3 separate regions of the Ovis aries genome follow, and all the other regions are linked to region 2. A link is a contact called in public Hi-C data. All regions are on one chromosome and are shown on one strand. The core of a region is the stretch at or near the end of the contact, and the rest is flanking DNA. Distances in the headings are between cores, read along the strand shown.

What was found. A called contact is a pair of places that touch in the nucleus more often than the background predicts.
Region 1: a contact with region 2 is called in a Hi-C map of tail adipose tissue, with 2.6 times the contacts expected there. The contact joins the enhancer-like site here to the promoter of POLD4 in region 2. A contact is called at or near these places in 3 of 16 Hi-C or Micro-C datasets (hypothalamus, muscle and tail adipose tissue).
Region 3: a Hi-C map of liver shows a contact between it and region 2, with 2.8 times the contacts expected there. The contact joins the promoter of PITPNM1 here to the promoter of POLD4 in region 2. A contact is called at or near these places in 5 of 16 Hi-C or Micro-C datasets (blood, hypothalamus, liver and 1 more).

The regions. Positions count from the first base shown.
Region 1 is chr21:41,913,599-41,916,298 of ARS-UI_Ramb_v3.0, forward strand. It overlaps the pseudogene LOC101112177. Among named protein-coding and RNA genes, the nearest start is that of UNC93B1, 12 kb to the right of the region's middle. Within about 2 kb of position 1,328, at least 2 of the 54 cell types and tissues checked have an H3K27ac peak or open chromatin away from gene starts, as enhancers often do. A contact at or near this core is called in tail adipose tissue, where this site is marked.
Region 2 is chr21:41,661,212-41,664,125 of ARS-UI_Ramb_v3.0, forward strand. POLD4 (DNA polymerase delta 4, accessory subunit) reads right to left here and starts at 1,528. Exons shown (of 4, transcript XM_004019714.5): 1 at 1,271-1,528; 2 at 968-1,057; 3 at 640-751; 4 at 1-278. The coding sequence starts at 1,367. The coding sequence ends at 254. All of the region lies in intron 2 of LOC132658375 (a long non-coding RNA gene), which reads left to right.
Region 3 is chr21:41,791,398-41,794,097 of ARS-UI_Ramb_v3.0, forward strand. PITPNM1 (phosphatidylinositol transfer protein membrane associated 1) reads right to left here and starts at 1,254. Exons shown (of 25, transcript XM_042238094.1): 1 at 1,077-1,254; 2 at 49-167. The coding sequence starts at 126. It overlaps CDK2AP2 (cyclin dependent kinase 2 associated protein 2), which reads right to left. Exons shown (of 4, transcript XM_015103216.4): 4 at 2,555-2,700.

The sequences.
Region 1 (2,700 bases), core at 78-2,577, 250 kb after region 2:
AGATCCCGCCTTCTCATAAAAAAAGGTTCATCTCTTGAACAAGATACTTGGGAGAATGCCCGCATTTGCAAACTTACATTTATATTGACACTCTGCAATGCAGGAGACCCCGGTTCAATTCTCGAGTTGGGAAGATCTGCTGGAGAAGGGATAGGCTGCCCACTCCAGTGTTCTTGGGCTTCCCTGATGACTCAGCTGGTAAAGAATCCGCCTGCAAAGCGGGAGACCTGGGTTCGATCCCTGGGTTGTGAAGATCCCCTGGAGAAGGGAAAGACTATGCCAGTATTCTGGCTTGGAGAATTCCATGGACTATGTATAGTCCATGGAGTTCCGAAGAATTGGACATGACTGAGTGACTTCCACTTTTCTGAATGTAAACTCTAATACCCTCTAAATAGCAACCTTTACTTTTGTATCCTGCTGATGCAGATCTGCCTCAGTTGCAGAATTTATCAAATTTTACTTTTTGGCCATGCCATATGGGATGCCGTAGCACATGGAATCTTAGTTCCCCCCCTAGAAAGCACAGAATCTTAATGGCTGGACTGCCAGGGATGTCCCCAAACCAGTTTGTTTCTGATCCAGCATCTCTAGGTGACTCTAGAAGACTTTCAAGCTCTCTCATCTGCTATTGAGAAGATAGTTAAAATCTGACACTATAGAGTCTTGGAATCATATAGTTTTTAAAATTACCCAAGGGCAGATTGACGCAGAATCACAGAAGCCAAGACCATGATGCTGAGTCTGACTTTCCACTTTGGAGTCCAGACGACCACCCGGTCCCCTTATCCAGAGGTGACAGAGACATCAACATTGTACTTTACATCCAGACCTGGAGCTGCCAAGGGATGGAGCATCCACATCTGATGGCTTGATTAGGCGTCCCTGTAAGAGCTGGCCTGCTGGGGCTTGCCGCCATGACAGTTATCCTGCTTGTTCTGGGTGTGTGCGTGTGTGTTGCTTGTCATGGGTGTGGCCTGTTCCGTGTGTCTCTCTGTGGGTCTTGTCCATGTGCCAGGAGCAGTGACAGGGGGTGTGGAGTCTTCTGATGGGGAGCCTATCCCCCTGCAAGGCATGTCATTGAAAGTCATGCTCCCTCCCAGGTGGCTGCTCCGAATGCCTGGGCTCATCCCTGGAAATGACTTGGAACTGAGACCAGCTGCAGAACCATTGTCTTCGCCTCCCCTCGCTTGCCTGGCACGCCCAGACGCCCACACTTTCCCAAACGATGCCCTGCCCTGCTTATGGCTCGAGCATCTGGTTGCCCAGCTCTGCCTGGAATTTGGCTGGAACCCTGCCAGGAGGTCAGCACATCTGCCGTCAGAGAACATTGCCTTCCGTGCTAGATGCTGCTGGGGAAAGGGGAGGACAGAGTGCCAGTCACCCCACATGACCCCGTCTGGGGCTGCTCATCATTGAAAGTCTGTATATGAGGCAGGCAGTTTTCAGCTCCTTCATCTGTATGAGTCTAGAGGTCACCTGTTGGGGAGGCTGTGGAGAGGTGTGGGCCTTGCTACCCCCCATAAAGGCAGGATCCTCGAATCTGCCAAAAGCAGATGGTGACTAGTTTACGCTGATTCAGAGCAGGGCCTGGAGCATCACAGAGCGTAGGTTTAATCTCCGCCCCCAGGCTGGAGCCAAAGATGCTTCAGTTCTCTGGACAAGGCAGGAGGGGGAGCCCAGGGTCCTACGAGGGCCTCCCTGTAGGTAACTCCGTGCCAGCCCTCTGCTAACACAGAGCTGCCCAAGCATTCCCTGGTCCTGAAACCCTCAGCATCTCGGTAATTTTTTCACGGTGCTCTTAAGCCAAAGGAAATATCTAACTGTTCTATTTGTGAATTATTTAGGTCAAATCAATAAGTATGTATGTTCTAATAACTTAGAAAATATATTGAATAATACACAGCGATAGAAAGAAAAAAAAATGGTATTTTTATTTCCTTCTCTAATAACCACCAAGCTTCCCTGGTAGCTCAGTGGTAAAGAATTCACCTACAATGTAGGAGACACATGTAGGAAACTTGGGTTCGATTCCTGGGTTGGGAAGATCTCCTGGAGAAAGAAATGGCAACCCACTCTAGTATTCTTACCTGCAAAATCCCATGGACAGAGGAGCCTGGTGGGCTACAGTCCTTGGGGTCGCACAAGAGTTGGATACCACGTAATGACTTGACAATAACCACCATGACTTACAAACTGGCTATGTGCACTGGCCAGCTTCTCAAACCTGGAATCAGATGGGACACCCCCAGTCTCATTTCTTGTTCCATGGTCATGTCCATTTTTAAATCTCGAAACCACAGGAAACCCACCTTCTCAAAGCTATGACATGAAAGGATTTGTGGTGTCATCTAACGCTGAAATTGTGAACTAACGGAACCTGTTAATTTGCTTAGAGCAGGGAGATGTCCACATTTTAGACAATTTAAAATATCCTCTGTGCCCTTGTGAGTCTCCTCCAGGCTCTGGGGACCTCGGTGCCACCACAGATACAGTTTACAGAGGAGGAAAGTGGCTCAGAGGGGCTGACCCCCTGTCTGAGCTCAAGAGCCTGGCTCCAGGGCTCGCTGAGGTTCCTGGAAACAAACTCAAGTGAGGGCTGCGGGAGGCAGAGGAGAGAGGGCCATAGTGGGTGGAAGAAGCTAGGAGACCGATGCTTAAGTGGGTGTGGATGAGGGTCTGGGAGGCTGCCAGGGGTGG
Region 2 (2,914 bases), core at 278-2,777:
GGCTTCAGAAGGGTCACGGCCAGGCCCTCCAGAGATCACTCTCCCTGTAGGGGTCACCTGGCTTCCTCTGTGTCGGTTCTCAGAGGAGGCGCTAGAACCCGGCTGGTTAGACCTCCAGATTCAGCCTCTTTCCTTCCCTGCCTGCCTCTTTCCTGCCAAATGTTCTCCACAGCAGGGCTGAGCCGCGGGGCAGCAACTGGCTCTCACTTGTGTCCGGTTCTCAAGTAGCAGGCAGGAGGTCTTCGGCGGAGCGTCAGAGGGGATAGAAATGCCAGAGGCTGTGCAGGGGGGTCGGGATGGAGGGAAACCTGAATCAGTGAAGTCTCTCCACTTGCTCTCACCAGCCCCAGCTCTCGGCCATGGCCTAAAGCCCTTGGCCAACCTTTGAGCATGAAATAGTCCCTTGGGCCCCAGGTGTACTCTTTCTCCACCGTTAGCTCAGAGATAAGAATTACGAAGGCAAGCTTCTGCCTCCTGAGCTCAGCACCTTGTAGAACCTTCTTGCCTGCCCAGTGACAATCCCCAAGGCTGCACCTACTTATCCCGAAGGTCAGGACAGCCCCCATCCTGGGCCAGCAGGCTGGTGGTACCTGAAGTCCCTGCCCCACCCCCCAGAGCTCTCCCTGGCTTGTCTCTGACCTGCACTGGAAGCGGGGATCCCCGGGGTGGCTCTGCAGCACCTGACGCACTTCTGGGGGAGGCTTCAAGCCCATCTGCTCTGCCCGATGCCAGCGCTGCAACCGTGTGATCCCTGCAGGAGTGGAAAGGAGACAGTGAGGGAGGCCTCAAGGGGGCAGGGGAAAGTCCAGGCTAGAGAGTATGTTTGGAGGGGTGTGTCAGGACCTGCATGAGTCCCCGTCTCAGGAGACGGTGTCCAGAGGGTCAGGCAGGGGCTGGGGTTGCTTGAGAGACGTGTGGGTGGCAAGACTGGCTCCTGGATGTGCTCTCGGGCCTGAGGGGCTCTCACCTGTGCAGGGCCCATACTGCCAGGCCAGGTCAAACTGCCTCAGCAGCTCCAGCTCCGCTTCATCCACGCTCAGGGTTAGGGGCTCTTCCCCTGCAATGATATGCTGTTCCTCAGGCCTGCCCAGGCCTGTGCCCTGCCCCTTGCCTCACAACTGACCCCACTGTTCCCCAGCTCTCACCACCCCTCTGCCTCTGTTATCCACTGCTATCGGAAGTAGAGGACATACTCCACTTCCCCTTCCACAGCCCATGTCCTTTCATGTCCCTCACGTCCACTCCTCCCGCCCTCCCACATCTCAGAGACCTAGCTCTGGTGCCAGCTCCCCCTTGCTGTGCCCAGCGGAGCCCTCCCTCCTCTTCACTACAGGGTAGGAGTCAGTGATGAGCCGTTTCCGGCCCATGGCGGCCACCCAGGCAGGCAGAGGAGGAGGCCACTGCCGGGAAGGAGAAGCAGGCCAGCGGGCACGAGAGAGACAGCTGCTGAGAGAGAGCGAGAGAGGGCTGGGGCCAGAGAGCGAGCCTGGGGCCAGCGATGGGCAGACGGACGACCCAGACAAACAGCAAGGAAGTCGGAGGGTTCCAGGGAATGACGCGTCTCCCCCACCCCCGCAAGCATGCAAACAGCAGACCTAAGCCAATGAGAGGCTGCCTGTGTGGGGCGGGGCCTGGTCCCAGCCAATGGCAGGTGGTGCAGGCAGGGGCGGGGCAGTTGATGCAGCTGTGCTCTGGGGGAGGGGGGTGAGGCTGAGTGGGGGACCTGTCAAGATGCCCCAGACGGCACCACCTCCTCCGGCCACCCCACACTGGTCTGCAGTGGGTCTCGGGGGACTTACAGAGCGTTATCCTTGGCCTCTCACTTCCCGTTTTCCCTTCCTAGGCAAATGTTCTTTTCAGCCTCACTAATCCCCGTAGCCGGTCTGTAACTCCCCAGAGCCCAGCCGGAGACTTCCACTCCCGCCCCTTGGCCCAAAGAGCGTTGTGGGGGCAGGTCTGGAGGTCCGGAGAGAGTTTGGGCTAATCCATACCCCTTCCCTGCTCCCACCCCGCCCCCACCGGCCCCAGGAGACCTGGCTGGCTGGAGAAGCCCAGGGGTTCTGAAAGCTCCTTTCTCACAGTCTGCGCCCAGAGATATTGCCCACTCTTAGTCCAGGCGAGCGCTTGCCTCTTCCACTGCCCCGGGGTCCCACAGCCTGGCACTGCCCTCTGTTCAGGAAGATTCCACACTTCCACACGGTGCAGGAGGCCAGAGTGTGTTGGACCCCTAGTCCTTCATCAGTAAAATCTGTCCCAATGTGAGAGTATGAGTAGAAAATACCGACAGTAAACCTGACACTTACACGGTGTGCCAAGTTCTGTCCTGAGCACTTTCCCACATACTCTCTCAACTAAAATAGACAGAAATGGTTCTTGAAAGTAGGAAGTACTGACTTCCTTGGGCAGTCCAGTGATTAGGACCCAGTGCTTACACTGTAGGGTGAACGGATTCGGTCCCTGTTCTGGGAATTAAGATCCCACAAGCATACCAGCGCAGCCAAAATAAAATAACAGGAAGTAGGAAGTCAGGCACGGTGGGGCCCTGGTGAAACCATCGTCCCTCTGTGTCCCCCAGGAGCTCACAGGCCAATAGGCAAGCAGACAGACACACAAATGGCAGTGCAAGGATAAAATTCCTAACAAACTAGAAGAGGACGACAGGGTCAGAAATGAGTTGTACTGTGAGGCTGGCTTAGCACTGGAAGTCCTCCTGGAGGAGGTGGGCTGCTGTAAACAGTGTCTCTCAATTCTCCACCCATGACCTTTGTCCCTTGGGCTCCTGTCATCGCTGACTCACCCCTGTACCCGCCTCCTCCTCACCAACTTCCTGGCAGCAGGCAAAAGTGCTGGCCAGTGGGAGTCTGGGAATCATTGCAGGGCCCAGCCCAGTGCTAATCGCCCTCTACAGATCCCA
Region 3 (2,700 bases), core at 4-2,503, 130 kb after region 2:
AGCATGTTCCCATCCCCTCCTCGGCCTCCTACTTGCCACCGCCCTCACCTGGATCATGTAGAGCTGGGCCACCTGATATTCGTCCAGGCTCATGGGCAGCAGGATGTGGTATTCCTTGATGAGCATCCTGAAAGCGCTCGGCCGGCCGCGCGCGGCCTCCGCGGCTCCTGGCGCAGGGCACCGCGCGGCCGTCAGTGCGGGGCGGCGGCGCGCGGCCCCGAGCCCTGCGCGCGGGCCGAGGGGCTCAGGCGCGGGGACCCCATGCCCGGGCTCGCCACAGGGCAGGCAGCGGCGAGCCCAGCTCTGCAGCCAGCGCCGCGGGGGGCCGGGAGCCGCCGAGAGGCTGAGCGCTGACCTCTTTTCCGCGCAGCCCCCGCCCCCCGCCCGCCCATCGCCATGGCAACCGCGCGCTGACGCGGGCCCCCAGGAGCCGCGGGAGGTGGCCGGCGGGCTGGCGGGCCAGCCTCGCCTCTCCGGCCGCGGCGGCGTCCTAAGCCCCTCGGAACAGCATCCTTTGGGGACCCGCCCCTGGAAACCCCGGGGCCCCTCCTTCCGGGCCGCCTTCCACCACCGGCCCCTCGGGGCCCGCCCCCTGCATCCCTTTCCCCGAGTCGGTCCGTGTCCCCACTCCTGGACGTCCACTTAGAACCTTGTCCCCCGCGTCTCTCCGCGGAGCAGCCCCGGGCGCCCCCCTCCCCCTGCACCCGAAACTACCTTCAAAGACTAGATAACACTTTCGCCCCGAGACCTGTCTTCCCCACCCTGGCGGGCAGCCCAGTCCCCAACTCCCCCTTCCCCGCATCGTTCCTGGACCCCCGGCACTCGTCTATGCAGCTGCCTCATCCTCCTTCTCCAGGGCTGACCACACTCTTCAGGCTCAAGCTAGAAGTACCCTACGGGCCCCCGCCCTGCAAGCTGCTCCGTCCACCTGCGCCCCGACTTCGCTGCCGCCGTACCCCCACCTCGCACCCACTGAGCAAGCGAGAGGCCCCGTTGCCCCCACTTCCCTCTGCTCCCCGGCGTCCCCGTCGCCCGCCGTGCTCTCGATCGGCCCGCCCGCCAACGTCCCGGCTCACCTCTAGTCTAGGGTGGACGCCCCTCACCCAGTACGGGCGGGGGCCGACGGGCCGCGGGTTGGAGCCCCGAGCGACTCCAGCCCCGGCCGCGGATTCCAGCAGTGGCCGGACCCTCTGGAGGCGCAGCGCGGGCCCATGGCCCCGACCTTCCTCCCGGTCTGCCCGCCGGCACCCCTCCGGTCCCTCCCCGCCGCCCGCCGCGTCACTGCGGCCGCCCCGCCCCCTTCCTGGGCGCGCGGCCCTACCCACCCCGGCGGGGTCCGGGCAGCCCCGCCCACGGCGGCGGAGGGCGGCCTCAACCTTCCTTCCTTCCCCACGGCGGCGGGGGAAGAGGCCCTTCTCCAAATGCTGGCGCTGCGTACTCCGGCCGTGTTATTTGGGATCCCCAGACACTCTGGGATCCTTCCTCCACCCTGGCCCGGCCCTCCAGTGTGCTATGGAAATATGACAAGAGTCTCAGCCCCAACTTCCCGGGCCCTGGGAATCCGGGGCCCAGGGTGGGGGAAACGCCTTCCCGTCCCAAGTCTAGCCAGCGGCTGGTCTCTGACATCACTGGCCTAGCCGGTGGGGTTCCGGTGTCCCAGACCGCCAGGTCATTCAGAGGGCTGCAGTCACTTTCACTTCCAGTCTTGGGGCTCCTCCCTGAACGGGGCCCCAGAGCTTTCCCCACCTGTGTCTTCCGGGTTCACAAGTCTGGCCAATAGCGCCCAGATCGTGGGCAAAGGCTGCCAGGGCCTAGGGCTGGGCTCTTGGGACCGCACCCAGTTGGCTAGAGGCACTGGGTCGGTGCAAGGCAGCACCGCACAGGGTCTCACCCACACTGGGGAAACCAGTTCTCTCTCGACTGTTTCTCAGGTCCCAGGGGTGGGGAAGCAGCTCGGCTCCTTTTCCTTCCTCTTAGGACTCAGAGATAGGGTGTATTCCGAGCCCCAGGGCTGATTCCAAGCTTAGGATGTTAGGGTGTTAAGGCATGCGAGGGTGGGGCTTAAGTGAACTGGCATTTCCACCCTCCAGGCACCTTTAGTCCAGAGAAAGAACCCTCTAGGTTCAGGCTGGAGACAGAGCCCTCCAGCTGTGGAAGCAGCCCAGGCTTTGTGCTGCCCCCTGGTGGCATCTTGTGAAGGAGGGCAGGGCACTCAGCTATTGGAGTTCAACTCTTTCCACAAACAGCTGGCAGGCCGAGGGCCAGGGAAGGGCAGGGTCCCACTCAAGGTCAATGGGCTGTGGAGGCAAGGCAAAGCTAGGCTTAGTGGGCCTCCCTCCCACTCACTGTACCCAACCATCTCCCTCCGAGTCTCCTCTTTCCCTTTCTTCGTGGCCCGCCCGGGCTTAGCAGAGGCACCAGGCTCAGAGAAACTATGAACTGTGTGGGCTTCTCTGGTGGGCCAGTGGTTAAGATGCCATGCTTCCAGTGCAGGGGCATGGGTCCGCAGTGCACGGATAAAAATAAATAAAATAAAATAAAGAAGACTACTAGCTGAGAGAACAACTCCAAATTATATTTTATTTATATAAAAAGGGCGTATTTAGCAAAAGACACACTGAGAAAAGAGTTGTTATGGCCCAGGAGAAAAGGCAGGGAGGCCATGGGCCGAAGGCCCTGCTTGGGGAGAAGGGGTCTGGG